Linked DNA regions of Mus musculus: all the other regions are linked to region 3. Evidence: chromatin contacts called from public HiChIP or PLAC-seq data. All regions are on one chromosome and are shown on one strand. Each heading gives the region's core, a stretch centred on a gene start, on an enhancer-like site or on the middle of the called end of the contact. The rest is flanking DNA. Distances are from core to core; before and after follow the strand shown. Region 1 overlaps Gm40918 (a long non-coding RNA gene). Region 2 has its middle 34 kb from the start of Rreb1. Region 3 has its middle 14 kb from the start of Gm46411.

Region 1 (4,506 bases), core at 526-3,025, 68 kb before region 3:
CTTCATATTCATAGCTTTCTCCTCTTCCTGCCCGAGTCTTCCTGACCTGAGTCCACTACTCTTCTCCTCCTGAATTTGCCCTGGGCCTTCTTGGGACTGTGGGACACCCTCACAGCCTTCACCCCACCTCCAAAGAGGGAAAGGACAGAGTCACTGCCAATATGGCAACTGCATCTGGACTGTCCTCTCATTTAGTTTCCAGCAGCCAACAGCTGGCCATATCCTCTGGGCTACCCATCAGGTCCCTCTGGTCTACAGGGAAGAGAAAGTAGTTCTCCAGTTACTCCACCAGTGGGATGGAAAGATGAAGAATTCCAAGCCTGCAAAGGCCAAGCTGCCCTTCCTCTGCCTCTGTTTCCCACTCCTACAACCCTCTCCCATCCGAAGTCCACTTAACCTCTGTCCTGAGGCTTCATATCCAAAGTAAAGATGGGGAAGGCCCACTTAGTACACTTTTCTTCTCACCCCACTGTGCCTCTTGCCAAAGTGAAATTAAAAAAAAAAAAAGTGAGATTACATTACCCACTGTTACAAATGTCACATATATGAAGAAGTAACAAGAGACAGAGTAGGGTCTACTAGTAGTAATGGCACTGTCCTAAATGGAGTTGCTCATCTGCTTCCTGAGATGCCTTTAAACCTAAAAGGATACAGAAAGGCTGAAATGAGTTTGGGTATGTAGGCTAGGGACAAATATCCTCCTAACTTGCAGCATGGAAAACTTCAGTCAGTTCAAAGAAAGCCACTGTGCATCCTTGGGCTAAAGAATCCAGAGGAGGAGGAAGGATGGTGGCAAGCACGACAGAGGGGTAGTGCAGAGAAAAAGGAGAACTCTGGGCAGAAGCAAAGGGTGGAAACGCCTGCCAGTGCCAAGCAAGTATCAGCCCTGACTTTGCAAAGCTGGAACTCCCAGCACTTGTTCAGCTGAAACACGTCTGGGTGCTCTGCATGGTGAATGCAGGGCAATCACCTTGTGATTCACACTGTCGGTCCACAGACAGCTTGGGCAGGAAGGAAAATCATCTAAAATCTCTGGAGGAAAAAACAAACAACCAAGAGTGCACACTCAGAGCACACAGCCAGATGAGCAAACAATAGGACGACCCAATCGTTGTCACAAACACTGTCAACCTCTGCCCCTGGAGCAGAGGGGAGCCCCCGTGGAGAGACCAAGCTCTCTGAATCACACTGCCTTCTCCAGGAGTCACGGTGTCTCACTGGATGCCCAGCCCCTGTTTATACACAAGAACTAACCCACAGGCCATGGCACCCTTTGCAGCCTGGGCCAGGTACAGTCAGAGCATGCCTGTAGTCTAGTAACCCCTGCTTGGGGGCCCAGATCCTGTGACTCCCACATACGCACACAGAATCCTGATTGCGACAGTAGGTTAAAGTTCAGAAACTGCCTGGTGCAAATGTCCCAGGGATCAGCTGCACCTTCGCTGGCAGATAACCCCAGTTAGCAGAGAAAGCACTGAGCAGTGCTTCTGAGCCATCCTTCCTTCCAGCAACCTGGCTCATGAAGGTCCCTAACCAGTCTTTCCAGTACTGATCCCCCATTACAGCTGGATTAATGGAATCTTAATTTTTTTCCCAAAATAAACAATGATTCCCATGCTCTACTGTCCAGCATCACCGTCTAACTAATTTGTAGTAAAAAATAAACCACTGGCCATCTGCTTAAAAGTAAGGGCACAGACGACTATCTCTCCTTCCAGATTGCTCTCCGAAACGGGGTTTGGGATCCACCAAGCAGACCCGAGACATATTGACTTACTGAGTCAGCCCTGAGCCCCAGTGTTGGCAAGGAGGAAATGGATTGTGAACTCTTTCTAGGGGACCTGAGCTTTGTCCTCTAATCAAAACGTTCACCGAACCAGAATCTTTAATGAAGCTCCTGTAGCAGGGGGCCCATCAAAACACACATAGGGAGGATTTGTGCCCAGGGCTAACTGATTTGGAGGAAGCAGAAATGAGACCCCCCCACCCCCACCCCAAATGAGAGCCATGCTTTCATTAGACCTAGCAACAGGTTTCAAAGGCAAAAAGCAAACCCTAGCAGCAAAGAACAAAAAATACCTTTGTTGGCCCCAAGACAACTCAGTGCGGTCCCACGTTAGGTGGAACATGACAAGAAACTCAGATTCCTGGGAGGAGTGAAGGATGACGCAATCGATGTGGGCTGTGGGTTTGGATGAGGATCATGGGACAAAGGACTTGAGTAGGATTTGAATCGGAACGGAAAGCAGCTGTGGTTTCTCAGGTCTTCACCTACCCTCTCCAGCCTGTCTCCTTACACACAGTCCCCTGGGCTATCCCACCCACAGCTTCAACTGCTACCTGCATAGCATGACTCATAAACCTTATCTCCAGACCTGCCTCTGGATCCTAGGCTCCCGGATCCAACACTGCAGTCATTTCCTTCATTGTCCCAACTAGCTACCCAAATTCACCACTCTTATCCTCTTCATCCTGGGCACCTACCAAAACGTGATGCTCAAACAACCAGACAGCCTGGGCTCTTCCCAACTTCCTCTTCCTCACACACACCCAAGACCAACTGGCTACATTGTCTAATTGTCTCCTCCCCTCTCCAGCAACCATTCCATCTTAGACCCAGGCCCTTACTATTTCTGTTACCTTTTACCCAGTCTCCCAGACTCTAGCCTTGGTGCCCTGTCATAGCAGGTGGGTCTTGTTAAGCCAGCCTTCTGCAGAAGGCACCTGTGCTCCTGAATTGCACATGAAACCCTCTGTCTCAAACAGATCTGCAAACAAAAAGGCCAAGGCTTTGCCCCCAAGGCCCTGAGCTTTTTGTTTGTGGAGCATTTTTAAATGAGGACTTTAAGAGTTCACCATGTTCTTAGCAAGACTAGTTAAGAGGTGAAGCTGCCAGATGGTGTGTGTTGTAAATGACACCCATAGATAGGCCACCCAGTAACACCTGATGTGGAATACCACCCTCGGGCACCCTGCTTCCTGCTCCTGCTTCCTGCTCCTGCTTCTACTCACCAGTAACTGACTTTGGCTCTCCTCAGGAGACTTTCAAGATGAAGCCTATGGTACTTCTAGCCTCCAGCTTAGAGTTCCACTCAGGTTTGGACCATTTGAGGGCAACTGAATGGATACCCCCTCCACCACCACCACCCTCCCATGACCCCACCCCTACCCCCACCCCCGACTTCGGTGTCTAGACTTCTGATCTCCTGGTGATACTAATGCTCCACCTGAAGTAATTTTGTTCCTCGGGGTATATTTGGCGATATGTGTTGACATTTTTCATGGGCAAAACCTGTTGGGGGAAGATTTGCTAATATTAGAACTCAGTGAGTAGAGGTCAAAAAGGCTGTGAACATGCAAAAATGCAAGGAACAGGACTCACCACACAGGGCTGCATAGCCCAAAACGTCCAGTGCTAAGCCTGAGCCTCCTGAGCTTAGGCTTCCCCCACGCCTGCAACAGTTCTCCTTCCTCTGTGAAAGAAAGGAGAGCAGCCACTACCTCTGGTCCTGGGCTCTTTGGGTGATTATTATGTCACTATGACTGCTGAGCCCCTTATTTAAGCTCCTTAAAGGTCATTGGTGTCCCCTTATGAGACTACACTATTCCAAGCCATAAGGTCTCAATGACTACCATGTAAGGAGAAAAGTCACTGAATTTGATCACAGCCAGGAAGTCCATCTGAGAATGTTGCCCATTCTCATGGTTTTTATTGACACAACCATTAGTGAAATGTAACCTAGAATCAGCTACAAAGAGGAAGCCTCGGTTGAAGGCTTGCCTCAATCAGATTAGCATGAAGCCATGTCTGTGAGAGATTGTCTTTATTGATGGTTGATGCAGATGGGCCCAGACCACTGTGGGCAGCAGCATCCCTAGATAGTTGGGTCTTGGCTGATGAAGAAAGCTGACTGCACACCAGCTAGAGAGGCAGCTAGCAAGCAACATTCTCACATGCCTTCTGCTTCAAGCCCTACTTTAGCTTCTGCTCTAGATCCTCAGTGATGGGTTGTGACCAAAAGCATGAACCAAATAAACCCTTCCCTCCCACTAGTTGCTTTTGAAAAGAGGATTTTATCAAGGCAAAAAAAAAAAAAAAAAAAAAAGGCAAACTAAAATTGAGATTGGTACCAGGATAGTGGGCTGCTGCTGAGAAGGACCTAGCCATGTTGTTTTGCTGGGGAATTAGAAAGGTTGGAAACGTGGAGCTAGAAAAGCTGTTCAGTACTCAGAACTTAGTGGGTGTTAGTGGTTTGAATAAAAATGGTCCCCATAGAGAATGGCACTGTTAGGAGGTGTGGCCTTGTTGGAGGAAGTGTGGCCTTCTTAGAGGAAGTGTGTCACTGTCAGCAGGCTTTGAGGACTCAGCTGCTCAAGCTTTGCCCAGTATGGTTTTCCTTCCTGCTATCTGCTGGATCCAGATGTAGAACTCTCAGCTACTTCTCCAGCACCATGTCTGTCTACATGCTGCCATGCTTCCTGCCAAGATGATAACGGATTAAGCCT
Region 2 (3,998 bases), core at 162-2,661, 70 kb after region 3:
TAGGCGGGTCTGTATGTGCTCCAAAACATTTAATGTGTCTCTATTTCAAGCCTTTATAATCTTTCCATGTTGTTCTCGGAACTTTAGGTGGCAGCTTAGCAAAGTAAAATTGACAGTAAGAACTTATCAGATGAGCCTGAGAAAGTACCGGGTCCAGAAATGGTCAAATCCAGGCAGGGATAATTGGGGGAAGTGGATCTTGTAAAGGAGGTAGGTAGCAGGTGACCTGAGGGTCTGCCAGACCTCAGTTGAAGAACTTGTGACCGCCTACACAGTGCACCTGTGCTGGTAAACTCAGCTGTGAGGAAGGCTCCTCTGCCCAACTAGAGGCCTAGTCACTAGGGTGCACAGTGACCTCATGAAGGTCTCATGGGGAAACCCTCCAAACTTAGTTTAGAAATTCCAGAGCAAGTTTGGTTCTGGCTGAGGTTCAAGTGGGAGGGTATCTCCACAGCAGGACCTCCATCGCCTTTGTAGGTATAATTACAGTTGTTTTTTTTTTAAGATAGAAATGGGTTGTGATTGATATCTTAGGGTTTTAGTTTGTTTTGAAGTCTTAAACACCTAGGAATTCCTCTCCCCACCCCCTCCAGTAGCTTACTTTGGGTCTCAGTGATTAGAAATAGGCACATTGTTTGTAAGAGAGAAGTTATTGGAGAAAGGGGTTATGGAAACACACACACACACACACACACACACACACACACAAGCTTGAACAGGCCTACTTTCTTGAGAAGAAAGTGGTTTTTTTTTTTTAGGTGTAACAGATCATAAAATAAATAACATTCTCTAAAGACACGAATCTATAAACAAAGCATAAATATCTTTATTTAAAATGGATTAAGTTCTGAAGCCTAATGGCTTTGTTGTAGTACCATGTGGCTTGTTCAGGTCTGTCACTAAACGTGTGTTGCCCTCAGAATTACATTAGAAAGCAGGCATGCACTGGCTCACAGATTCTTAAGTGCAGTGCGGTGGTAGTGAAACAGAAACTAGATACAGATACTGAGGAGGCTAAAAAGATGAGGTCGCCACACACCTGGTCCTTTCCCTTCCCTTCTTCCCTTCCCTTCTTCCCTTCCCTTTCCTTCCCTTCCTCCCTTCCCTCCCCTTCCCTCCCCTCCCCTTCCCTCCCCTTCCCTCCCCTCCCCTCCCCTCCCCTCCCCTCCCCTCCCCCCTCTCCCCTCCCCCTTCCCCTCCCCTCCCTTCCCCTCCCCTCCCCTCCCCTCCAAGTCTGCTCTTTTGAGATGTTCTTGCAGAAGATGGAGGAAGCTCTGCCCTTAGGGTCATCTTTCCTGGATCTGGAGATGGGAGTGGCTGGGTACTGAGACTCCTTCCCCAACTGTGCTCAGCTGACCCTTTGCTTTATAGGCTGTCTGGAGGTGGGCAGTCCTGCCTGTCCCCAGGCTTTCCCAGAAGGGCTGGGAGGAGCCGGAGGAACAAGGAGAATGTTCTGCTCGCCTAGACACTTCCTCCCCACCCCCCGGGGTGCCGGGAGGACCTGGGTAGGGAGTTGGAATCCAAGGAGCCGGGCTGAAGGGTCTGAAGGCTGTAACTGCCGCTGTCTGTGCGGTCCAGAAGTTGCTTGGCTCTTGGTTCTGCACGGTAACTCGAGTAGGGTGCGCGTGCACGTGTGTTTAGATGCCCCAATGCATAGGCAAGTAAAACTTACGAAGCCAAATGCCGAGGGTTTGGTTGGTTTTTTTCTAAGGAATTGAAACTGGCTTTTCTGGCCCAACAATGGAGTCAGCTGCTCAAATTACTTCAGGTAGTCCTCGTCGTGGTAAAAATGACTGTGGGAAGATGCAGTTGTAAAGTGTGGTTCTGAAGCCCCCCCCCCTCTTGTGCCTTTTTTTTTTTTTTCTTTTTCTTTTTCTTTGCAGTGCTGGAAGAAGAGGATTGGAGAAGTCACTTGGCCCTGGCCTGACTCCTCCTCTTCCTCTCTCTGCCCAGAGCTGAAGCCACTGTGCTCAGGGTGACTGCCTGGTGCTCAGTGCTGTGGCCTATTTTAAAGTATCTTTAAGTTGTCGGCATGTCAGTCATTACATCCAGGGTTCCTTTTCGTTTTCGAGGGCACCCTGTCTAACCGTTTAGCCAACCCACCCCACCCCTTTTCCTTGTGCCTCCAGTCGGGGAGGGTGGTCATGTTAACTGATCGACTGGCTTCAGAAAAAGCGTTCATTAATTAGCGTTTTACATCCCAGTCAGTCAGAAGGCATTCGCACATTTGTATGAAAGGATGTCGAAGATCCAAATCTTTGAGGAGAAATACATGGGAAGGAAAAAAAAAACTGCATACACACAAAACCTGGCACTCTTTCCAGTTTAAGCTTCGTGCTGGTCCCTGTTGAGTGGGTATTTGTCCCTTAGTCTGGAGGTGATAGAAAATGCCAGTTACTGTGGTATTTAACTGACACCAAACTGCTGTCCAAATACTTCAGTTAGACCGAGGCTTCTTTCTTAATTGGTGGGAAGGAAAACCCACCCAGGAAAAGGAGGAACCTGCACTTTCATTGGACATTTAAAACATTTCAGGCTGGAGAGTCTGAAGAGCACACGACAGTGTTTCATTTTAATTCACAGCTCATTTGTGATTTAAAAAAAAAAAAGTAGTCAAATCTCTCCTAAAACTTGAGCCAGTCAAATGGTTCATTTATGTAAGGGTTCAGCAACTGAAAGCTCTGTACTCTCCCAAGGTCAAAAAAGTAATTATTGCTATCGAAAATTTTTCTGGAACTGGGGTATTTTAGGTCACTATAGGAAGGTTTACTAATACTAGAAATTACATAAGCCAGTTAAGGCACATTTGAAAAACGATTATGTTGGCATATTGAAGACTAATAAGATGCCTTGGTAGGAATAATTAGATGAAACATGGTTTTTTTTTTTTTTTTCCTCCCCTTAAGCAACTTCCTTGTTTTCTGGAGGGTGAGCCTCAGTAACAAGATGTGCTTTATATTTCTTACAGGTATCTAAAACAATTCTAAAGATAATGAAAAGTTTTTATTTTTGTCTCTTGTTTTTTTTTAAACTTTAAATCTCAGTTTCTGTATGGTGTCTAATCAAAGGCTCACATGATAGTGAGCACTTGAATTTTAGTAATGAACTACTTTTTGGTGCATTGAATGAATTTAATATGTTAATACTCCTGTAAGGCCCAGAACTGCCTGGCTGCCCCTTGCCCTGCCTGCCTGGTACTGGCTGAAAAGGTACCATTGTTTGTTCTACAAACACTGGGTGATGTTGGTTTCCAAGGTGACTGATTCTATTGCTGCTCTTTAAGCAAGGGGGATGGGGAAGAGAGAAAGTAACACCTGAGAGCATCCTATTTGTGACAGTCCATGTGTGTTAGATGTGTGTATATTGACATTTTATATTAACTGAGGTTATTTGAGAAAAGGGATTATGTAGAAATACAGTGTCAATTAACAGCAAGTTCAGATTTAATATGATATATAGTAAATATGATGGATGTTAAGGGATGCTAGAATAAAATCTACTTAGGCTGAAATAAACTGTTAACCTTGGACGATTAAAGAGCTAAGTGAGAGATATTTTAGACCATAACTTGAAATATTTTTCTTAACCTTTTCAGTTATAATAACCCAATTTACAAAAACTGTTCAGATAAATACTTAGCAGTATCATTAAAATTGGTTATTGATAAAGTATACAAGTCTTCAGAAAAATGAGAGTCCATGAAACATACATTTCTGGTTTGAGTTTTGTTATTTTTTTTTTTTTTTTCTGACAACCCTGTAAGATCGTGGAGGTGCATTTCTACCAGAAAACTTCCAGAGGCAACAAAATGGACCCAGAGCATTTATTCATGGCTGATAGATAATTGACATAATTCATCAGTTTGGACGTTTGTACTTTCTCACTGAGAAATTTCAGGTTCAAAACTTACAGAAGAATTTTCTTCCAGCCACCACCCCCCCGCACCCCCACCCAGTGCATGGATGCAGTTAACAGAACTTTGCCTTTTTACTCCCTAT
Region 3 (4,312 bases), core at 149-2,648:
GAGGGAAACCCAAGGAATTCTGTGTGGCTCACTTTTTTATTCTGCTCATGTTATTGCAGTGGTCTGGAGTGGGCCCTGGTAGGCTATAGGAGATCAAAGTTAGATTTGGAGGAGATCAGCCTTGGGTGGCAGTAGGAGTTGAAGGACCATGAGTGGTGATGGCAGGGACCCAAGGGGACAATACTTTTGTTAAAGGAAACAGGAGTGGGGATGTAACTCACTGGGGTACTTGCTTAGAGTATGCAAGACCCTCACAAAATGATTTTTATAAAGATAAAAGAGGGGCTGGAGAAATGGCTCCTTGGCTAAGAGTGCTTCCTGCTCTCAGAGGACCTGGGTATGGGTCCCAGCATCCATACTGGGTAGCATACAACTGTGCATAATTTCAGCCCCAGGGGATCTGATACTCTCTTCTGGCCTCCACAGGCAACCCCCCCCCCACACACACACACATGCACACACATAAATAATATTAAAACAGAAAATGACTGTCTTTTATGGAAGGTTATGGGCAGGACTCAAAAGTCACGGTACCTGATGCTGTATCTCCAGATGCTTTGAGTGGTAGGATGATCCACAGGAAGCCTGCGTTCGAGGCAAACTGACAAATGTTCTTTTGAGAAAGTTGTGTCCGAGGTCATGTTAGAACCTGGGTGTAAGCGATTTAGGGGAATGGGTGACTCACGGGCCTGTGCATCACTCACTGGAAGTAATGGCACGTCCCAGGTGTAACCAAGCACCTGAGTTCGAACCAGTTGGCAGAAGACCAGTGTTAGGGGAGCGTTCTCAGTTAAAATGTGCCTCAGTACAATCTGGAAAATCTCCCTCCTCATAGACCACAAATTAGTCATTTCTGGGGCTTTTTCGCAGAGCCCAAATGATGGCTCAGCACTGTTCTAACCAAAGTGCTTGAGCTCAGTGGCTTCTAACCTGCCTCATCAGATTAAGGAGCCCCACCCCTTGGTGCAGCATCAAATCATCCCAAGATCAGCAGTCCATGCTTTCAGATGCCCTTTTAGGACATCCTGGTGTGGGTCCCTTGGAATAACTTCCATCTTTGCCAGTTTACGGTACAGCTGGAGATATCCCCAAGGGTCTTGTGACTCTCCTAAGGAGACCAAGAAAGTTCTAGCTTTCCATGCGTACATCTCAAACGTGTCCTCCGTTTGGGCATTGAATGGACAGCCCGTGACAGACAGCGCTCAGAGTTGTTTTTATCCCAGTGACCTGCCGCCTTCCAAATTTAGCAGTGGTCTGGAAGAGAGGATGGGATGTGTGCCTCAAGACCTCTGTCCGGCTGAGTTGGAAGGAGGTGGCGTTTCTGAGTCCGGTGTGGTAGGGAGTGACTCAAACTGTGTACATGGAAGCCGGTGGGAATGATGCAATAGCCCAGCTTGGGCAGACCACTTCCTGTACCCTTGGATTCACAGACCTAGGGTGTGGCAATTGGCAGTATCCTCGGGAGTAGACTGTTTGGCTGATGTCTCAAGGCAGCTCTGTCTGTCTAAGGTGAGGTGAGGCAAGCCACAGGCTGTAAGCACCAGCTTAAAGGCAGAGATACATTGCCAGAAGTTTGGAGAAAGATTCTAAAAGGCGATGGCCGTGGGTGTGAGAAATAACCTCCTACAGACAAGTCTATTTCTTATTGTCACAAAAGAAATGTGTGCTCTGCTGAACACCAGTCAGACATTTTGTCACAGCTAACTTTCAATCAGGCCAGTAGCCATTATCCAACTACAAACTGATCGCTGGCTCTTCTTTTGTTTATACAGTATAAAGAGAACAGCTCTGGTGTCTACAGTGTGGCATGCCTGGTGAGGGAGCAGACGAAAGCTCCTGTTTAAAACAGACAGTGAGGGTTGTAAGTGGCAGAATTGTCACCTCACACTCCACCCTGCTCTGTGTATGTAGGGCTTTGCTGTGTGCACATGAGTCTGGGTACCCGTGGAGGCTAGAGATATCAGGTCCCCTGGAGCTAGAGTTACAGGTAGTTATGAGCCGAATGGATCTCTGCTTCTCTGGGAGACCAGTAAGCACTCTTAACCACTAATCGATCTCTCCAGCCCAATAGCACATTTTTAAATGCCAGACTATTTTCATAATTACTTACTGTTTTCCCATAGCCGCAATCCATGATGCCCACAAAACAGATTCGAAGGCCATCCTTCCAACAGGTCAGCTTCAGGTCTAAAGAAGTTTTTGGTTTGTATTTCTCCAAAGGAGAAATGCCCTCCCACAGCTGTGGTAGCTGGCGGCGTGTATAGTTTATTCCATGCCTGTCCACCTCAATGTACTGCTGGACTTACGAAACTCATGGAATTGGCTGATTTTACTCAAAACTGCCTTTTGTTTATCAGCCTTAAAAAGATGTGTTAAAACCAGTTTGGCAGCTTTTTAAACCTAGCATGTTAGAAGGCCCAGAGAAGAGAATTTTTGAACAATATCAGTGTTGGAACTAAAACAGAACACTTCAAATAATATCTGCCGTATTCACGTCTCTAAATTCAGAGGACTCCACTTTACAAAGCCAGGATTTCCTGATGAGTTTGGATTAGCAATAGATTTTCTCTCTTTCTTTCTTCTTTTCTTTTTTCTTTTCTTTCTCTCTTTCTCTCTCTCTCTCTCTCTCTCTCTCTCTCTTTCTCTCTTTCTCTCTTTCTTTCTTTCTTTCTTTCTTTCTTTCTTTCTTTCTTTCTTTCTTTCTTTCTTTCTTTCTTTCTTTCTTTCTGATAGCATCCAAATCAGGCATAGATAATATACAGTGTCACCAAGAGCTTGGGACCAAGAGCTTTGGTGGGGATGTGTACCTGCATCCTCACAATCCTGGTTCCTTTCTACCCAAGTTTGACTTAGTAGAACCAGTTTAGAAACAGATGTAGCATCTCTTTCTAAATCCTCTATACTATAATAGTGTAGAAACATAGGACTTCAGATGGGTTTCATTCCTCCCAGCCATCTCTCAACTTGAAATTATCTCATTTATATGGTTACCTTGAACATTGGCTCCTCCTACCTCTGCCTCCTGAGTGCTAGGGTCAGAAGTGTGTACCAAAATATTGGGGAGCTGCAGAGCTGGGCATTGTTTGAAAGACATATGATATGATAGACATGTGATAGACAAGCACTCTGCCAACTGAGCTATATGTAAGGACAGAAGGCATAAACAGCTTTTTAAAGGACTAACTTGGGAGTCTCTGTTATTATGTGTAGTGTGTATGTGTGTGTCTCACACACACACACATATATGTATACATTTATATGTATATGCATATACATTTGTGTAAGTGTGTCCATGTATGTATACCTATACATTTAGTGGTGCTAGGTGTGAAACCAGGGATTTCACAGATACTAGACAATCCCACCATGTACCTGATGGGGTGTGTTGACCATTTCATACTGCATTTATATAATGTTTGCCTTTCTCGGTGCATGATAGTTATGGGTTTCAACAGGACTGCCAGAGTAAAGGGAAAAGCAGTTGCTCTGGTCACATTGCAGACCTCTAAAACGGGAGAGCTGAGACGGGCTTGGGAGCAGAGCGTTGTCTTAATGTTAGTTTTCCTTTTAGATCTGAGGGTGGATGGTTGGTTGGTTTCTGAATTAAAGAAGTCCTCCAGCTTTTAACCCCCAAACTGCAGCACTCCACACAGGCCTGTTTGCACAGTGAAACGGTGTGACTGAAAAGAAACCTTAGGAAATGTGAATGGAGAGCTTATGCTACTTTGCCCGGGTCCCAGAGCTGTGCCCCCTTGCTTTGCCAGTCGTGTCTTCAACAGGACTGCTGCAGACTCCTGAAATGTCAGCTTAGCCCTCAGACTCTGTGTGTCTTATTTCTGATTGCCTTGGTCCTTAGCCAGCCTCATATTTGACACTCTGGGCATGGGCAGTGTTGGTGCCACTTGGTCTTGAGCTGTTAATCGTTTTATTATTTCCTGTCATTTTATCTTGTGATGGATGCTCTTGAGCCTGGGGCAGAGGGGGTGATGAAAATGACTTTGAAAATAGCTTTGGAAAGGAGGAAGTTAAATTGGGACTTGAGTCTTGCTTGAGGACAACCACCAGAGCACACAGAATGTTTTAGGAGGCTACTGTGCCCTAGCATGGAAGAAGCAAATGCGTGCCTGAATTCCTTGCTGAAGTGAAGAGGACTTTTCTGGTGTTTTTTTTTTTTTTTTTTTTTTATCATACTTGCATAATTCAGATCTCCAATTCTGTGCTGCAAGGGACAAGACCACCTCCTTGGGGGTCTCTATCTGGCTCTGTAGAACGTTTACTGAAAAGGGTCCTCTTCTCCTTACATTAAAAATAA

Evidence for each region. HiChIP or PLAC-seq counts read pairs in DNA pulled down with a chosen protein or histone mark.
Region 1: an HNF4G HiChIP or PLAC-seq map of pancreatic cancer cells shows a contact between it and region 3. The contact joins two enhancer-like sites. A contact is called at or near these places in 8 of 39 promoter capture datasets (3T3-L1-derived adipocytes, the C10 cell line, the HPC-7 cell line and 4 more), 3 of 484 Hi-C or Micro-C datasets (liver, nephron progenitors and pancreatic cancer cells), 8 of 115 datasets of contacts at active chromatin or transcription factors (CD8 T cells, bone marrow-derived macrophages, double positive thymocytes and 4 more) and 2 of 9 other capture datasets (adipose tissue and liver).
Region 2: an HNF4G HiChIP or PLAC-seq map of pancreatic cancer cells shows a contact between it and region 3. The contact joins two enhancer-like sites. A contact is called at or near these places in 3 of 39 promoter capture datasets (embryonic stem cells, hippocampal neurons and liver), 13 of 484 Hi-C or Micro-C datasets (CD4 T cells, embryonic stem cells, liver and 5 more), 5 of 115 datasets of contacts at active chromatin or transcription factors (effector CD8 T cells, embryonic stem cells, microglia and 1 more) and 3 of 9 other capture datasets (adipose tissue, liver and pancreatic islet).

Annotation. Positions count from the first base shown.
Region 1 is chr13:37,714,171-37,718,676 of GRCm38.p6, forward strand. It overlaps Gm40918 (a long non-coding RNA gene), which reads right to left. Exons shown (of 3, transcript XR_873258.2): 2 at 3,383-3,473; 3 at 3,212-3,292. Among named protein-coding and RNA genes, the nearest start is that of Gm40918, 18 kb to the right of the region's middle. Within about 2 kb of position 1,776, at least 44 of the 459 cell types and tissues checked have an H3K27ac peak or open chromatin away from gene starts, as enhancers often do. A contact at or near this core is called in bone marrow-derived macrophages and pancreatic cancer cells, where this site is marked.
Region 2 is chr13:37,852,715-37,856,712 of GRCm38.p6, forward strand. It overlaps a transcript of Rreb1 not described here. Among named protein-coding and RNA genes, the nearest start is that of Rreb1, 34 kb to the right of the region's middle. Within about 2 kb of position 1,412, at least 235 of the 459 cell types and tissues checked have an H3K27ac peak or open chromatin away from gene starts, as enhancers often do. A contact at or near this core is called in pancreatic cancer cells, where this site is marked.
Region 3 is chr13:37,783,038-37,787,349 of GRCm38.p6, forward strand. It overlaps a transcript of Rreb1 not described here. Among named protein-coding and RNA genes, the nearest start is that of Gm46411, 14 kb to the right of the region's middle. Within about 2 kb of position 1,399, at least 82 of the 459 cell types and tissues checked have an H3K27ac peak or open chromatin away from gene starts, as enhancers often do. A contact at or near this core is called in bone marrow-derived macrophages and pancreatic cancer cells, where this site is marked.